Regions from separate parts of the Anser cygnoides genome. Here region 1 is linked to region 2. A link is a contact called in public Hi-C data. All regions are on one chromosome and are shown on one strand. The core of a region is the stretch at or near the end of the contact, and the rest is flanking DNA. Distances in the headings are between cores, read along the strand shown. Region 1 holds the start of ZFP36L1 (ZFP36 ring finger protein like 1). Region 2 overlaps RAD51B (RAD51 paralog B).

Evidence for each region. A called contact is a pair of places that touch in the nucleus more often than the background predicts.
Region 1: a contact with region 2 is called in a Hi-C map of liver, with 2.0 times the contacts expected there. The contact joins the promoter of ZFP36L1 here to the enhancer-like site in region 2. A contact is called at or near these places in 2 of 7 Hi-C or Micro-C datasets (both in liver).

What each region holds. Positions count from the first base shown.
Region 1 is chr5:29,296,270-29,299,929 of Taihu_goose_T2T_genome, reverse strand. It overlaps ZFP36L1 (ZFP36 ring finger protein like 1), which reads left to right and starts at 1,421. Exons shown (of 2, transcript XM_048065239.2): 1 at 1,421-1,649; 2 at 2,192-3,660. The coding sequence starts at 1,593. The coding sequence ends at 3,142. LOC125182930 (a long non-coding RNA gene) reads right to left here and starts at 1,243. Exons shown (of 4, transcript XR_010832052.1): 1 at 1-1,243.
Region 2 is chr5:29,252,684-29,256,037 of Taihu_goose_T2T_genome, reverse strand. The region is part of intron 10 of RAD51B (RAD51 paralog B); the gene reads right to left. Among named protein-coding and RNA genes, the nearest start is that of ZFP36L1, 44 kb to the left of the region's middle. Within about 2 kb of position 1,322, at least 2 of the 3 cell types and tissues checked have open chromatin away from gene starts, as enhancers often do. A contact at or near this core is called in liver, where this site is marked.

The DNA of each region.
Region 1 (3,660 bases), core at 172-2,671, 44 kb before region 2:
AATGGGTTTAATTATAGAGAGGCTCGGAGCCCTGGGAACAAGCACCATCTACAGAATCAGTAAACAACTGCAGAAAATAATAGACTGGTCTCTCCCCGGTTACTCCTCGCTTCTGGCCAAGGCGAAAGAAAAGAAACTAGAAAGAGAAGGAAATTCGAGGAACCTGATTGCTCTCCCTAAGTAAATAAAAAAAAAAAAAAAAAGGAAAGAAAGAAAGAAAGAAATCTGGAATAGCCGGAGCCCGTGGGCGTTCCTCTCCTTGGTTGTTTTGGCCGTTCTCGAAGAGCAAAGGAGGGGAAAAAGCTCAGCCGCCAGTTCAAAGTCCGGCTCCTGAGACTCTAAAGCAAACAGCGGAGGAAGCGGCTGAGTTGCTTCAAGTTCTCAAGGCGCTGCCCGCTCGGCTTCGCGCCCTGCTGGGTCCCTGCGGGGGCTGGGAGGGACCCTCGCCAAGGGGACCCCGGCAAGGGGCCCCTCGCCCCCCCGGCCCCTCGCCCGCCCTGGAGGGCAGCCGCCGTGCCGCTGAGGCACCCTGGTATCAGGAAGCCTAGAGACGTTTTGGTTTTTTTACACCGAAACTGCCCCGTCCTCCCCCCCCCCCCCCCGCCATATCAATATCGGTATGAATCACACTGTGCCTACTGAAATCTGGAACAGATTACTTGCTCAGAGACGCATTCTTTTTTCAGTTTTACAACTCAGAGGGGACTGGCAGGAGAGCATACGGGGAGAAGAGGCAGAAACGTATCAAACACCCTTTTAAAACCGTCTTTTAGCAACTTCCACGAGCGCGGCTGCGAGCTCCTTCCCGCCGCAGCGCCTGCCGGCTTGCAATAAAACCGGGAGAAGCGGCAGCGCGGCCCGGGGGCGGCGGAGCGAGCTACACAAAGCCAGCCGGCACCGCCGCGCCGCCGGGGGGGCCCCGCGCCGCCACCCCCCGCTCCAGGGGCGGGCGCCGCGCGGCGCCGCGGGACTTGCGCCACTTTTGCGCGGGGCCGCGCGTTGCACGCGCGCGCGCGCACACACACACACACACACACACACACACACACACACACACACACACACACACACACACTCGCGGGCACGCGCACACACACGCGGGCGCGCGCACAGCCGCCTCCCGCGTCCGGGGCGGGGAGGGGAGCGCTGCCCGCAGGGGCTGTTCTGGAAGGGACGCGCTTTTTTTTTTTTTTTTTTCCTTTTCTTTCTTTTTTTTTTTTTTTTTTCCCCTCCCCTCCTCCCCTCCCCCTCGCTTCTTCCTCCCGAAAAGTTTTTTTCTGGGCCCGCCCGCCCGGGTGATTCAGTCGCGGTGTCAATCACCCTGTCCTCCTCCTCCTCCTCCCCTTCCTCCCGCCGCCGGCTCCTCCTCCCGGGGTAAGTCCGAAACTTTATAAGTTGAGCTTTTTCCCCCAGCCCGCTGGAAGCGGCGAGCGGGCGCGGCGGGCTGGTGGCGGCAGCGGAGGCAGCGCTAGCAGCAGCGGGGGGAGGCAGCGCGCTGGAGGCTGCGAGCTGGAGGCTGCGCCTTACCCACACCGCGACTCCTTCCACTTGCCTGCCGCCGCGCCTGCCGCTTCCCCCCTCGCTCGCCGAAGATGTCCACAGCCCTGGTGTCGCCCACCATCTTCGACCTGAGCGAAGTTTTATGCAAGGTAACCGCGCCGGCTGGCAGCTTCGGGTTGGCGCCTGCAGGGGCTCTCTGCGCTTTTTTTTTTCCTTTACTTTTTATCCCTTTTTTCTTTTTCCTTCCCCCCTCCCCCTTCTCCGGCCGCGAGCAACTTGGGCGGCCGGGCGGGGCGCCCCGCTCGGCTCAGCCCGGGCCCCGCTCCCCGCCTTCGGGGCCGGGCAGGGCCGGGGCCGGTCGGCGGCGCCGGGCGGGGGCCGTGCTCCTGCCGCCGCCCGCTGCAGCGCGCCCGGGCGGGGAGCGGGGAGCGGGGCTGGGCGCAGCCCGAGCCCCCGGCGCCTTCCCCCCGGGGGGCTCTTCCCGCAGCAGCCGCCCCGGTGGTCGTAGGGGCGGCTCGGGGCTTGCTTTGCTCGCAGCAGACGGGTGGGACGCGCGGGGGGGCTGTGCCGAGCCGTGCCGAGCCGTGCCGCCGAGGCTGAGCCCTCCGAGGGCTCCCGGCGTCGCCCTCCCGTCCGGGGAGAGTTGCGGAGGAGGCGGTGGCAGTGACCGGTGCTTGCTTTCTGCCCGCAGAGCAACAAGATGCTGAACTACAGCCCCTCGGGTGTCAGCGGGTGCCTGCTGGACAGGAAGGCGGTGGGCACCCCGGCCGGCGGGGGTTTCCCTAGGAGGCACTCTGTCACCCTGCCCAACTCCAAGTTCCACCAGAACCAGCTCCTCAGCAGCCTGAAAGGGGAGCCCGCGCCCATGCTGGGCCCCCGGGAAAGCCGCTTTCGGGACCGCTCCTTCTCAGAGGGCGGCGAGCGCCTGCTGCAGCAGAAGCAGCCCGGGGGCCAGGTCAACTCCAGCCGCTACAAGACGGAGCTGTGCCGCCCCTTCGAGGAGAACGGCGCCTGCAAGTACGGCGACAAGTGCCAGTTCGCCCACGGCATCCACGAGCTGCGCAGCCTCACCCGCCACCCCAAGTACAAGACCGAGCTCTGCCGCACCTTCCACACCATCGGCTTCTGCCCTTACGGGCCGCGCTGCCACTTCATCCACAACGCCGAGGAGCGCCGCGCCGTGGCGGGCGGCCGGGAGCCCGCCGTCACTGACAGACCCCGCCTTCAGCACAGCTTCAGCTTCGCCGGCTTCCCCAGCACTGCTGCCAGCGGGCTGCTGGACAGCCCCACTTCCATCACCCCGCCGCCCATGCTGAGCGCCGACGACCTGCTGGGCTCCCCCACCCTGCCTGACTGCGCCAGCAACCCCTTCACCTTCTCCAGCCAGGAGCTGGTCAGTCTCTTCGCCCCCAGCATGGGGGTGCAGGTGCCCAGCGGGAGCTCCCCCACCACGTTCTTGTTCAGGCCCATGTCCGAGTCCCCCAACTTGTTTGACTCGCCGCCCAGTCCTCAGGACTCCCTCTCTGACCAGGAGGGCTATCTGAGCAGCTCCAGCAGCAGCCACAGCGGCTCAGATTCCCCTATCCTGGACACCTCAAGACGTCTTCCCATCTTCAGCAGACTCTCCATCTCCGACGACTAATCTGGGGTTTCCTCTTGCTCCCCCCCACCTCTATTACGATTTTAAGCTGAACTCCCCCCACCCCATAGTTGGAGCTGGATGTTAACGTGTCCACCTGCCTGTCGTAGACCCACTGGCTTAAACCTTAAGTGCCAAATTTACGATGAAAAGCAATAACGTTTACAAAATTAGTGCCTTTTAACGCTTTCACTGTGACTGTATTACCTCTCCAGCTGCAGAGGGCACCAGCAGCTCTGTGCACTTCCAGATGTGCAGGAAATGTCCGGATCCAGCTCCCTCCACTGGCTGCATACCGCATCGCCCTCTCCCAGTCCCTTCCCGACTGGCCAGCTCCCGCTAAGCTGCAGGCATGTGGGCAGGTGTTAACATCCAGCGCGCTCTCCCCCCTTACAGACTCATCTTGCCTGGATCCACTCAGGTCTGCGGGAAGACAAGCTGAGAACGGACAAAGATTGTAACACGAGTGGGACTTTGACTGGGAGGAAAACAAGCAAATGAAAAAACAAAACAAAAAAAGA
Region 2 (3,354 bases), core at 73-2,572:
GACAGCCTGCAGAGCCGTAGTGATGCACATTGACTTTTTAGGAAGATATGCAGCGAACGCTAAACAACTATGACGTTCCCAGTACTGCTGCCCAGAACCAGCGCCCTGCTCTTCCTTACGTGCAGGGACGTCTAAACAGCTCTTGCCGCAGCCGCTGACACTACAATACTGAATCCTGCTCTGAAGAACTTAGGAGTGAGTCACTGAGATGGGAATTAACCCGTTACTTAGCATACACACACTGCTGAGCTGAACTGCAGGGGAGAAGGGAGGCAATGAAATCCCCGTTTCCAGAATCAGAAATTTTCGTTGTGTCTTTTTTTTTTTTTTAATTTTTACTGTTATCCTCTCAATCTACCCTAGTTATTGCTGGTGTTGTGGTATCCCAGCCAGCACGTGTAGGGACTACTCGCCATCCCTATTCAATATGCAGAGCTGCACTGCCGTGCTGAGCAAGGCTCTGGGAAACATACCTATGGGAAGTCGGGCCTTAACATGGTCAGGCTAGTCTCACGTGTGCATATTCAGACAGGGCTGAAAGTGACACTGAGGTCTTGCTTTGGTACTCAGGTTGACCTCATATCCAACACCAGCAGCTCTCTTTGATCTGCTTTTCCTTTGACATTGTGTGTTGTATGCATCCCCCCTCATGCATTCATTCCATTTTAATGCTGTTGGTCTGGATTTGGGAGAAGGCTAAAGTGCCAGCCAGCCAAAAGACCAGCCAGAAGAGTGATGATTTTGGCCATCTCAGAGACCAGCTGTAGGAGATGTGATTTTATCTGACAAAAAAGGTGCTGAGAGTATTTTAATTATGCAGGGGGGTGGGTTTGGCAAAAAGAGAGGTCTCTGGCTTCAAGTAGAAACAGCTAATTTAGCTGAGTGCCAAAACTTGTGCCAGCTCTAGGTAAACTTCGCTGCTCTTCTTGCAGTGCTCATCCAGTCCTGTCCCAGCCAGCAACAGGAACTGCCGCCGGGTGCACCTCATAAATACAAATAGACCAGGAGAGACTCGTGTGAATGTTTCCTATGCGTTCGCTTCTCGCAAGGACGTGTCTCACAGCCGGAGCCCAGCTCTGCCGTGCCAGATCAAAAAGTGGGCATGGTGTTTGCGCTGTCCTAAAGGAGAGAGGACACAGCCCTCAGCCAACAGAAGTGCCCATGCCGGGGGTTTGACAAGTACAGCTGTGGGCAGGAGGGTGGTGCTCCGCGAATCGTGGCTCTGGATAAGGCTTTTGGTGCTCGGAGCCGTGTCTACATCAATATCTGTGATGAAGCACATGCTTAACTTTCTAAGCACAAAGCTCTCACATACTAAGATTTATATTTAAAGGAGAGGAGAAAGAGAAACATAAATTTGTGGCATGTGTTTCTGAGCTAGGAAGCATGAAAAGCAGCAAGGAAACATACCACTTTTGCTGAGAGGCACTTGGGATGGCTCTTGCCTTTCAATCTCTCTATCAACAGATGAGATGCTGGAAGATTGCACCTATCCTGAAACCCTCATTTTCTTTTGCAGAGTAATAAGCAAATAGGTTTGAGCCTGTTGCCTGCAGGGAAATGGTTTTGTAATGGAAGGAGCACCCTGCACTAAATCAACAAACAGAGAATGGCTGTGTTTGTTTTTCCACGTACTGGAGGTGAAGGTTGCAACCACACCGGGGTTTCTTTCACATCCTCTCCACTTGACACGGGGCAGGGGACAGGCACAGATGCACACGGAGCTGTAGTGTACACGGAGGGAGCATGTAACCAGAATCGCGAAGCCTTTGGGCTCTGCTTTTCCTCCGTGTGTGCTCTGTGCTGGCGGGGTGGGCGATGGGCCCCCAGGCACTCCTGGCACTGTCCCTGGGCTCTGTGAGCCAGCACCGGCTTCCCAGGGAGCCGCCTGTGTTCCCCACTGCTCGCTTCCAGCCCCGATCTCCCGCCTGTGCAGTCACAGAGCAGAGCATCGGGGAACGCAGCTGGACTACAGCTGACCAACAGCTACAAAAAGGAAGCTGTCTCTATTTTTTTAACCCAGCTCTGTTCCCCACTCCAGTTCACTCTGAGGGCACACCAGTGCTGGCACTGGGAGCGATCCTCTCGGGCTTCTTTCAGCAGTGACAGCAGCTTATGCGGGTGACACCAGCTTATCCCGGCCTGGGTGTTGGTGGCCCTCTGGCCTGGGCAAGGGATGGCCTGGAGGTGGGGCGGGATGCTGGCCCCGAGCCCTGCCTGCATGAGCAAGCAGGAGAGGAGAGCTGCAAGTGCAGCCGAGCTGATCAGCCAGCAGCAGTGATACTGGTGGGTGTCTTGTTTCATGCATTCGCATATTCATAGAAACGCACTTTCATTAGCACAGCTCATTTCACATAAGGTAGGTACTTTTGCTTATTGGCTTTAAATACAGAGCTACCAGTATAATTTTTGTCCATGCCATGTACGCTTTGTTGTCATTGCTGAAGGAGTGTGCCTAGCACAGACACAGACTTGGAGTTGCTTTGGAAAAAGATGGTTATCTAGGCAGACAGAGGTTTGTTTTCCTCCCTTCAGTTGCATCACAAAGACAGTGCATTACTGGGAAGCATTTTGTACACTTAGTCAGTACACAGGGAGCATTTGCAAAATTCAGGATGGGAATAAGTTTATGGTTTAATCCTGTCTTACACAGATGTATTCACCTTATCCATATATTCCTAGCATTTGAACCTATAGATCAAAAATAGTCCTATGGCACGAATGGATGCTTTAAGAGAGCATATCCTACAGACAGCCCTCTCCCTGTCTATACCTGATGCACAGTTGTGTGCCCATATGTGCTTGTGTTTTTCACATATATTTCCCATCGTTCCTCCTTGCTCCAAACAGATGTAAAGATTTGTGTGTGTGCATGTGTCTATGTGTCAGAACAGGCACACCGGTGCATATACAAGTACTTGCAGACACTTGCAGGTATATATGTGCCCATGCAGCCCACACTACTCGTCACGTTTACATCTGTCTGTATACATGCCTATCCTGCCATACAATCAACATATGCACGAGTTTGCTGTAAGAAGCCAATCCTCCCCCCCCCCCCTTCCCACCCCCCTCCCCGAATTGCCAAATGCTGAACCCCTCAGGCTAGCTGTTGTGGTTACCCTGATTCCCAGGTTTCTTCTGCAGTCGGCTTGTAAGTGGCACTACAAGTTTCCTAACAACTGGGATGAAGTTTTGTGTAAATCACCTTCTAGGCATTAGACTTTTCCCAGCAAAAGAGGGGGGCGGGTGTTTAGAGGAGGGAGAGCTGCTCCCTTTGATGTGGGGATTAGTTCACATGTCAGTGTTATCCCCCCCTTTTTTTTAATATGCTGTGATTTACAGCAGGGCGGC